Regions from separate parts of the Bombyx mori genome. Here region 1 is linked to region 2. Evidence: chromatin contacts called from public Hi-C data. All regions are on one chromosome and are shown on one strand. Each heading gives the region's core, a stretch centred on a gene start, on an enhancer-like site or on the middle of the called end of the contact. The rest is flanking DNA. Distances are from core to core; before and after follow the strand shown.

The links. A called contact is a pair of places that touch in the nucleus more often than the background predicts.
Region 1: a contact with region 2 is called in a Hi-C map of whole pupa, with 2.3 times the contacts expected there. The contact joins the promoter of LOC100529235 here to the enhancer-like site in region 2. A contact is called at or near these places in 2 of 7 Hi-C or Micro-C datasets (both in whole pupa).

The regions. Positions count from the first base shown.
Region 1 is chr9:5,063,632-5,069,520 of ASM3026992v2, forward strand. It overlaps LOC100529235 (fkhr), which reads right to left and starts at 1,360. Exons shown (of 3, transcript NM_001202535.1): 1 at 1,129-1,360. The coding sequence starts at 1,360. It also overlaps a transcript of DnaJ-21 not described here.
Region 2 is chr9:4,968,736-4,974,376 of ASM3026992v2, forward strand. It overlaps a transcript of DnaJ-21 not described here. Among protein-coding and RNA genes, the nearest start is that of LOC101736133, 35 kb to the left of the region's middle. Within about 2 kb of position 4,311, at least 5 of the 8 cell types and tissues checked have open chromatin away from gene starts, as enhancers often do.

The DNA of each region.
Region 1 (5,889 bases), core at 110-2,609, 92 kb after region 2:
AAGAGGTATTTATGATTAGTGTCATGATCAATAGATTCCGACCGAAAAATGGTGTCCGATTTTTCGTATGAGGGCTCCATAATGAATTTAAATATATATAGATAATAGTTTTGGGGCATCGACTTTCTTGAGATCCTATAAAATATGTTTTAATTATTATTTTTGTATGTTTTAAGCATGATAAAATAAGAAATTTTATATAAGCAATCATATTAAATCGATATCAAAGTCAATAAATAATGTACAACCCAAAACAGACGGCCGAACTGACGTGACAATGACATTTGGCGCGCTAAACATGGCGGATTTTCGGCCTCATTAGACGGAGACGGAGACATTTACGTATATTCATGTTTCATTTTATGTACGCACTGAAATACTGTTATATTGTTTTCCTGCGAGTTAAAGTGCTGAGTAAGAACGAGATAGATATATGTTTATGTATGTGCCTTCAAAATGGGTGCTATTTATATAAGCAATTGTACGTATAGAACAATATGTCGTGTCCCTACTATATAGGTCTATGGTGAAAATGCATTGGAGTTGAATGACTTTTGGCAATTTTTGTTCACGTCATTGTATTTTCATCCTGTTAGCACTTCAAAACCTATTTCAAAGATCTGACATGCACAATGTTTACGAAGAAAAAGAATTACGTTGCCGTAAATGTTCTCAGGTTTGTACAGATTAATAGATGGAGAAATAATTTATAGAACAACCATCAGAAACAACACGAGAACATGTTTTCAAAAGAATATGAATTCTAAGAAGAGAATGTTTACAGGAAGGTTTGCTACGAAAAGTAAGCTTTCAGTGGGTAGTCATATAAAAGAAAAACTGTAGAAACTTAAGCTTTATTCGTTGTTACAAAAAATTTATTTTGTATTATTTCCTCGTATTTTTTTATTAGAATTGGGCGCTTTTTTCATGTAGCAAATATAGGTCGCAGTTTTTTTTTCGTATTTAATAATATATTAATATTTCTTTATCGTATACAAGTTTATGTAATAATGTATGATTATTGATGGGTCATACAAATAAGTCGAGGGAACTAGTTACTTGCGTTGACCCAAATAATCAAGCGATTCGCGACCATATCGTTTCATTGGCGGTATGATAGATATTTACCAGATAGATTCTGGTTGGAATTCTTCTTAGAGCCGGCTTCGTCTACCTGCTCGACGTAGTTGTCTGGCCTTGGAAGCGGCCACGTGTTGGATCGCGCGCGCGTCTGTGGCTCGAAGCCAACCTCAGCCAGTTCACCTAATGGTTCCAACTCTGCCATTGTTCCCTCTAGTTCTGACAGCCCCGTCTGAGATGACCAAGGGCTCTGGTAACCGCCGCCTCCCTGAATTGACATTTCGCCGACTCTCTACAACAGTGGAAAATTTTCGATAGGTGTACCGGTTCGAGCGCTCACAGGCGCGTGCCGATATCGGCCGTTAGCATCTTAACGCAATCACTTTTCTGATTTTGTAAGCGATTTCTTTCTATTTCCAGAATCGTCGGACACAGGCCGCGATCCGCAGAGGTTATCTATCTTCTCCTTATCGGCTCTGTTATTCGAAGCCAATAACATGTGGCGTCTCACTAACGTTCATTAACAGCGTTGTACGCAGAGAGTATCGGCCGTCGGACCGTTCCCGAGAGGCGATTTTCGCTAAATATAAGCGCGGACGAGGCGGGGGCGGGGCGCACACCACGTGAGTGACTACGCGCCGATTTTCCAATTCATCACTGGTGGGCTAGAGGCGCGATAACCTTGTAACGTGGCTCAAATCGGCCCGAAACTCTGAATATCGTATCGCCCACGATCGCCACTAGCATCAATAGTCTCGAAGATTGTCGCTGCGCAAATTCGGCTGTCCTTCAGAGTTATAATAACACTGAAACTTTTCCGCACTGATAAGAGCTATCACTGGGTTCTTAAGGCAGTTCAGACGTTGCGTACGCAGTCCTGATACACTTTAAGAATATTAATACACATAAAAGTTAGTCAACAAAAATCCACGCGGTCGGCGACGGTATCAACTGCGTAATAAGCTTTAGTACAGTGCGAGCGACGCGGGAAAACGTCCTCGGCCGCGAACGGTCGCACGTACACTGAACTAAACCGCGACGCGAGGAACGCCGCTCGTGCAAATTCCACTCAGCGGGCGCCGTGCTGGCCGCGGAGAGGCGGAGGGCGGCGGAGGGCGCTACTGCTGATAGAGAGAAGTGGCGTCGTGTGACCGCACTCATAAACGCTTCACTCGCCTTCTATCCATTCTAAACGTGTCGGCGAACATTATTGTCTTATCACATCGTGTACAGACCCCTTATGGATGACCTTGTTCTCCACGCGTGTAATGCACTGACCAATGTGGAACGTATGTAATTTGTGATACCATCATCGCGGAACGCCGCGCTGCGAGTTACGACGCATATATTGTACATTCCGTTCTACATTCGAACTCTTAAAACCTGACTACGTTTTCCGATAGATCCAACTGCGGGATGTGAAGTCAAATTATAATGAAACGTAAAATCACTTAACTGAAAATTAACTGATATTTTTTTCATTTTCCCATGCATTTACCCACATGCCTATATATTATTTATCATGTATGATTTTGACTGTGCTTGTATTTGAAACTGTAGATTTTAACCACGTATTAGTACTTATAACTTATTTTTTCTTCAGCCGGTAAGATTAACTTTTTTATTATCATTCTAGTCACACAGATACACCTCATGGTAAGTGGTCACCATCATGGACAACAACAATGCTAGGGGCCCAGGCAAGTATCTGCTAATGCTACTTCTTCTTCGTCGCTTTCTTCATTACTGAAGGTCGTGTTCCTGAAACTTGACCGTGACCTGTCTCGTGAGCTGTTTCCATCTCGTCCGGTTCTCAGCTTCTCGAATGGTGGTTGCGACTGGCAGCCCAGTTAGGGCGGTTATTTGATCACACCGACAACTAGGTAATCGGCCGTGGGGTCTCTTTCCTTCTATTTTGCCCGTCACAATCACTTTGTCCAAGTTATTTGACTGTCGGCGGGCAATATGACCGAAGTAGCTGAAGATCCTCTGGTAACAGATTGTTGAGAGCTTGACTCGGATGCGAAGCTGATCCAGGATAGATTTATTTGTCCTCTTGGCCGTCCACGGAATTCGGAGCATTCGTACTACAATACTACAACTACTACAGTACTACAATTAAAATATACAATATAGCCTATAGTCCTACATTTAAAACGTTACAAAAATTTTAAAACGCCATAAACCGTGCAAGGACCATCCTAAAAGATTTCATTAGGGCTCAAAATCCGTGAGCGAATCAGGAAGGACCCGTGCACAGAATAAGTGCGGATACTGAGCAGCTAATAAATATATCACTGACACGCGGACTACCAGGTGTAAATGTGGTATAGTTAATTGATTGCGCCGGTGAGTGCGGGCCCGACAATTAAACTGTTCAAATGGACATTACAGAAGATTAACTGGGCCCACATGTTGAGTTCCTCGAGGGGCTGCCATGACCCCGTCCTTAATTTGGTAGGTCGTAATTGTAATTCGGTAATTTTAGGTACCTAACTTACCTTTAATACGAGTTGTTTTTAGTAAACTAGGTGAAGTGTAACAAAAATTAATATCTATTATTAGTGACATATCTGTATACGGCATACCCGGTACAACGACATACTCAAACGCAATTTATATTTTCCGGCTTCGCTTATTGGACTGAGCTGAAATAGTTATTCTTAACATTTCTGATAAGGTATTGTACTATTTAATTTGTGGTTATTAGGGGTTAAAGTATAAAATTGCCGATTTGTACTGAAAAATTGAAATTGGTTTTTTTCTTCTTCATTTAACACATTTATTTCATCAAAATATCTACCATTATTATCTATACATTGCTGCCATCTAACAGGAAGGTCATATTTTATGCCTTTACGATATAACTCTGGTGATCTAGATTCTACAAATTGTGTGAAAGCATTTTGTACTGCCTCCTGGGAAGAAAACATTTTATCGCGTAGAAAATTGTCCAAATCACGTAAAATATGGTAGTCCGTTGGAGCAAGGTCTGGCGAATACGGAGGGTGACGAATGGTTTCTAATTGCAGTTCCTGTAGAGTTAAAACGGTATCTCGTGCTGTATGAGGTCTCGTGTTATCATGGAGCAATAAGGGTGAAGACCGATTCATGAGTTGGGGCTGTTTCACTGCAAGTTTTCCTATTATTGTTCGGAGTTCGGCACATTAGACATCTGCAGATCAGATTGGAGAAAGCTATAGTGAATAACACCATGCTTAGACCACCAAACAGTTACCGTTACCTTTTTATTGGTAAGCTTTGCTTTAGGACACTGCTGCGGCGTTTGACTTGGGGTCAGCCTTTGCATTTCTCGCTTACGCTAATCGTTCAGAATCCAATTTTCATCACATGTCACAATTCGATCCAATATTCCCTCATTTCTGTATCGACTCAACAAGGCAACACAAGTTTCAACCACGTTTCTTTCTGCAGATATGTCAAATCATGAGGCACCCATTTTTCATATTTTTTTATTTTATTGATTTGACGCAAATGAGTCAATATTGTTGGTAAGGTAACGTTAAGCCATGCCGCTAATTTCTGGTTAGTTTGGCTCGGATCGGCTTCCACCATCTCTTTCAATTCATTGTTATTCATATATGTGGGCGGTCTTTCACATGATTCGTTCTTGAAATCAAAATTTCCATCACGAAAGCGTTTAAACCAAAATCGCACGGTGCGTTCATTAGCAGTCCCCTCTCCAAACGCAACATTGAATTGCTCGGCTGTTTCTGCAGCGTTAGCGTCGGAACTCGTATGCAAACATCACTCGAAATTTCGAAGGATCCATCTTTCTTGTCTAAGCTGAATAAAAAAAACAACTGAAAGTCGATAATTGAATATTATACATTTTTAAAAGCAGATGCCCATAGGTACCATTTGAAAAAAGTTTCACTCAAAAATCTCAAACCATGAAGGTTCTATGTCAATTCGAAGTGCCTATTACAATAAAACGCAAATTTCATACTTTAAAACCCCTATTCAAATATCTCTTTAAGGTTGATTTTTAGTTGATCATAAAGAATCGACCAATTTATAGCTTGCTGGTGGAAGGACGCTCTGTTTGTCTATTATCCGTGTGGTGGGTCTCTCCATCACCTACCTATTTCTGCCGCGTAGCCGTCGTGCGTTCTGGTTTTAATGGAGACTTTGACCTCATGGGCAGTTGGGTAACCACTTACACCAGGCCAGAAGCTAGGTCAGAAAGCTATATGAACAAAATGAAATTTAGTAATGTTTAAGACATGAAAAATGAATGTAAGTTTTGAGGGGTCAGTAGTGGCTATAGTTGAATTCAGATCATTGGACAAAAATGAATTTAAACTGATGGGTGTTTTTTTCCCTAATCGTTGGTAGCCTTTCACGGTTAGCGTTGTATGGACATGTGATGCGTAGAGGAGATGCATGTGACTGTATGGTAATAGAGAGAGAAGAGGTCGACCGAAGAAGACGTGGATGGAATGTCTGAACGACGATATGAGAGAGAGAGAGAGAGAGAGGAGTGAGTGTTGAAATGATGGCTGACAGAAGAGAATGGAATAAAAAAATTTGCTATGCCGACCCCACCCAGTGAGATAAGATGGAAGCAAAGAAGAAGAAGAATCATTGGTAGTCTAAAAGTCTGTTACAACTACACACGGACCAGTAGATGAGTCTACCGCGTTTACCCTGGGAAGGTTTGCTAACACTAGTCCTAGCAACAGAAGTGCTTCGTTAAATCCACCACCGGATCGGAATCGCAACCAGCTGAGAAGGCCAGTAAGAAACGTAGTGGGTTGTGTCTATGGGGCAGGTTGCACTTTGCAC
Region 2 (5,641 bases), core at 3,061-5,560:
ATTTAATTATTCAACTTACCGAAACGTTAGCAAGATGACTTTTCGCCGATAACTAAGTACGAATAAATTCACTTAGGGGCCGCCGAAGCAAAGTTTAACTTAATAAAACATTGGAATTTTCGTAATTCAATCGTGACTGAGGTCGCTTGTTCGTTCCATTTGAATAGGCATTATTAGCAATTGTCTATTTCATGTTCGGTGTTACTTAGCAACATAAGTACAACAGGTGTTGTCTATAATTTTCGGATTTGTTGGATAGTCCCGCTCGGAATCCAAGCTGACTTAATCTCAACTAGCAAAGACTTCAAAAGTACCAGAATGTTTTCAAATCAAGTCAAGAAATAATGGACAATAACGGTGAATATTAATAATAAAGCTAGCAGTTTATTTAGGTGACCCGAATGAATTAGAGGTAAGTTTTAATTATCAAACCTCAATTATCCTTTGTACGAAGCAAAATATAACATTAATAAAATATTCATACATTTAATGTTTATTTAAAGTATTCAAATCTAACTATTAAAAAAATAACAGAGCTAGCTGGCAGTAGGTGTTGTGATGAGAACAATCACACTAATTATTGGTTTCAACCCCTTCACAGAATTCAAATAAGTTGTTTAACCTGACAATATTACGGATCTCTAAGTTAATAATCTTTACAGAATTTACCTTCGTACAACTTCACAAACACGATTATGAATGTTGGATGCGTAAAATTATTGCAATTGTTCGCGCAATCTACTTTGAATTTTAATTATTCAGAACGAATTTGTGTGAACAGATTGTCAAGAAACATCATTATATAACGAAAACAGATTGTAGTGTTTGTATGATAAAACGTATACGTAGCCTAAAGGATAAGACGCTTGGTGTCCTCATATTGAATGATACTAATATGTCCATGTTCAAATCCGGCTGGTAGGTACTGATTTTTGTAATGAAATACATGCTTATGAAATTGCGCCATGTTCACGAATGATTTCCACAATAAAGGAATATCATGTTATCCCATAATAAACCATGCCTTAGTCTTCCGATATATGTATGACTTATTTGAGAGTTTTAAATTTTATATATATGTAATGTTTCTCCGACTTATGGAAAATTTAGTATGAAGAATACTAAAAAAATTAGAGATATTTCGTCATCTCGTTTGACAACTTCAACTAAATTAGGACTTTATAATTTAGTTTTTCATTAAAAAATATTTATGTACAGAATAACAGCTATATTTAATTTTAATTAATTATAATCTAGATTTAAGTATTCATTATAAAAACATATTTAAGATAATTAATATTCTTAATGTAATCTCCATGGATAAATCGATAACTGGTTGTTCTAGTCTGATGGGTCATGGTCTTGTAACTAAAGATCTATTTGGTTTACTTTTACAATTACGAATTGTAAAAGATGGACAAAGAATGCAAAGTGCTGTCTAGCTTCGAAAGAAAATGCAGAGAGAATCTACCAACAAATCAGCTTGGCAATGCTCTAAATTTCTAAAGAGTTCAATATATATAAAAAAACAGACACATAAATTTTGATAAAAAATAATAATTAAAATGAACTGCGTTATAATGTTCATAAAATAATTGTGAATTGCTCAACAAGTACGAAAATCTTGTATAATTATATGCAACACTAAACTGTTGTAAAATGAATATATTATCAAATTTTTTCTACGTACATCGACAACACTGAAACCGCGACCTTTACAACTAGTTACACAGTGTATTTTTGTTTGAATGCTAATTGCGTTTCTGATGCAATCCAATTTTATATTGCACTTCAATTAAAAAGACAGTTAATAGTGATAAAAAGAGGATCTGATATTTATGTAACGAGTTAACTGCGTGCCGGAACAGTTGGCTTGCACCCAGATCTAAATTCGGCGATCATGCTCTTGACCCCGGCTAAGATGCTACACCGACTGAGGAGTTTTCAAAATTCGTGTCCAATTTCGTTTTTTAAATTTAACCTTCAACCTTTCTGACAATCGATGCTGTCGCAAACTTTATTAATTCAATCTTACTTTATACTAATATAGTTTTAGAAGCCGAAGCTTAAAGAAAGCAGTAAGTAAAAAAAAAAAACAGTTCTAAAAATAATCGTATTAATGGACGGTATTGTATTGATAATGTAGCCTTGCAGTAGAATGCAGCTGAGAAAACGATTTCAAACAAAATGTTTGAAACTAACGAACAAGAGATGACGCTGTAAATTTTACTCGACAGGATCTATTGTCAGCGAATGACGAAGGAAGATTAAAACATTTTCCTCAAATAATAACTATCGAAGCCTAAGTGATCTCGAGCGTTTTAAAAAATCGAGGGGAGACCTATTTTCCCGCAAACGAACGAAAACACCTTTTCAATCCTTCAATGGCCTAACGATGACGGTAGGAAGGGCGAACCAACTAGCCGTGGCAGTTAATGGTATTGTAAGACAGAAAAAATACCGTGATCGTAGTACAATGGCGCAAAGAAAGATTAATCGTTGGTTTGAAACGCACACTCTCCGCCGTACTAACCAGTGCTTCAACAAAATTAATCATTTTAACGCGTCATTGTCGCTCCGTCTCCTCCCACGCGTGAAAACTTCCTCGCTAATTAAATTAGAATTAGGGAGGGATTTGACAGATTGCGTTCGAATTTTTCACTCGTACATCTCCAACGCATTTCTGTAACTGCCATAAAATCCGTGCTCTTGATTAATAGACGGACGAGAATGGATACGCTACCTACGACGGAGATAACGAAAGAAGGATCCCATAAAGCTTTCAGAAAGTGTGATGTAATCTCGACGGTAGTTTCCATAAACTTAATGGCCAAGTATCACAGAACTTACATATCGCTGTTATAACAACCCAAGTTGGCATATTTGTTACCCCCTCAGTCAGCATATTCGCGTGGAATGACCGCCAATTTATGTGAAAACTTCCACCGATCTGGGCATGACCTATCTATGGAAAGGAAACTTTTCACTCGTCAAGCTATCGCGCGCTCCGAAAGAACGCAAGTAAATATGCCAGGTTAAAGTTTTCTCCCGTAAACTTGTCCGTTGGGGAGCGATGCAGCGATGTGTCAATTTTTCGATTGAAATATTGCAAGTGCGCGGAAACCAAGGAGGACGGTCGACGCCGTGATTTCCGACGCATCGCACTGTGTTCACATTCAAATTGTTCACAGAACTCATATTTTAACGGTGAATGGATCTGAAACGGGCGAATCGAAATGTATCTATGCATGCAACTTTGTGCGTTACGAATTTGTTCTGAAAGAAGGTAGTTGAAATTTGTCTGGTTCCATTTTCTATAAATTAATTTAAGCTTATGACCTCTCCGTAGTTTTTATAATGAAACAATGCTTAATTTATACGGATTTCGTTTTTAATATAATCACATAGGTAATTGTTTAAAAAAAAAAGAATTTTTTTTTATATACATTCCAGAAAAATATATATCTAAATTATTAAGGTGTAGTGAGATATGAATGTGATTGATACATCTCAATACATAACCTAGTTGATGACGTGCCATTCCCGACGTATCACGGATAAGTAAAACATGCCACTTAACAAATTGTCAAGATTACAGCAATTATTAGATTGGAACATTTCTAATAGAGCGTTTGCTTGATTTTCGGCTTTATTTCAGGGGGAAAAGCTCTAAATTTAATTGAAGTTGAATCATTTATGAAACCAGTGGAAAATATACCTTTCAACTAATTGCAACGATTCTTCAATTACTATGCTGATAAAGTATGATTGAGTAATTTTAGTAGAGTGTGTAATAATTAATTAAATTCACGATTTATTTCAAAAGTACCATTTTTAGATTAGGTCGATTTTTTTTTTAATGGTATAATGATAATTAATGTTCGTGCTCCGGATTAACGGTCTTATTCGTTTGATTTATCTGGGGTTTATGAACCCGTTACAAGAAAGCTGTTAATGTTATCTTATTCACAATTTGAAAATAGTAAGAATTGTATAGATAAACAAAACTTCTTTTAAAGGGTTTATATAAAGCTCTGACAACTCATAATGAATAAGGCCATAGTTGAATTATTGTATTGTGAGTATTTCATTAATGCAATAGAATAAACTAAAATTTTATTAAAAAAAAAATATATTGCAAAAACTCTCAATTTATTAATTACAATTAACGAATTAGGAAAAAGAAAAAAAAAATTAAAAAAAGCTACGGAATTGCGAAAGTTCGCTACAAGTCTACGATCGTAGCTTCTACGGCGTAGTTCCTCATAAAACGAAGCTCCAAGGACGGTCTACGTATTATACTAGATACGGCCTATAAATGAATGGAATACTACATACGGCCAATAAATACAAGGAAAACATTATCCGTGATTTTATCCGGTGATACGTTCGGAACTGGAGCAGTAGTCGTATAAGTTTCGCTTTGTGATAAGATAGGTGGGTCAAGTCTATGTCAAGCCGTTCTGTATTATATTGTTTATGTTGACGCATAATGGAATATTTCGGTATTAAATACTGCTGATTTTATAGTATAATTATTAGTAGTCAATCAAGTAATTTAAAGTCGGCGATACCGTGTTTTATAACCGAATTAATAAAGTACCTACTATTTTCATTAGCTAATGGCGTAGGTCACTGCTTTTCTTAACAAATATATATAAGAGTATTGGTAGGTATGATAATTACTATTATCTTTCTCTTGCCTTTATTAAAATAGGTAGAGATAGCATACGGCAATATGTGGATACGCGTTGAGATTTCACTTACTATAACAGCTTAACTCCCAGTTTTACTAGTGGTTGCCAATGTGACGTCATTCCCCTTTGGGCATATTTAACATTGGACTGGTAAATTGGAATAATGATCAGGAAAAGATTTTAGTCAAAAAAATATGATAATGTCACTATTACTGACGGCTTAGAATAATGACAAAATGTAAGCAGCAACATGGCTACCTATTTTTTTGCTAAAGTCCATAAGCAACAATGGTCACATACCATTGGGGGATGTATTGAATCTGCTTTCAAAATAAAATAAAAATAGATCTATATACAGGTAGAAGCAGATTTTACGACTTCACATTCTGATATATTTATTAGGATATAGCCTTTATTCGGGATATTCTTGAACCTATTGCATTTTTTTTCTAGCTGCAGTTCTATTTATCTATTAGTAATCAATAAAGAAGTTTCTTAGAGTATTATTAAGTCAGCCTTTCCTAGGTCTGTCTAGACCTTCAATGCGCTCATTAGGTACTATAGCGAAAATTTTTAATTCTTACGAAAGATTCGACTGAGGTTCGATTTATAATAACGAGTAAAAACTCTTCGTATGCCTAACCCTAAATACGCTTCATAACTCATTTCGCAAAGTACTTTTGTCACTTTACAATACAATACTCTCGCATGTTCAAAATGTACGATCGGTGTCGTTACGTAGGCGTCCGTGCGTCGCGTCGGCAGGTACGTCGGTGGCGCCACATGGGCTTGTGCCAGATTAATGGATCATTGCCCCCTCCCCTTCACTCCTCTCTTACTCAACTAAGCTACTGTACTACGCTGCCCTTACTATACACTAGTCGGGTCGTATGTGACAATGACTCGTCGAGATCTCGGTCAGGACAGAGCGGTTTATCGTGAAA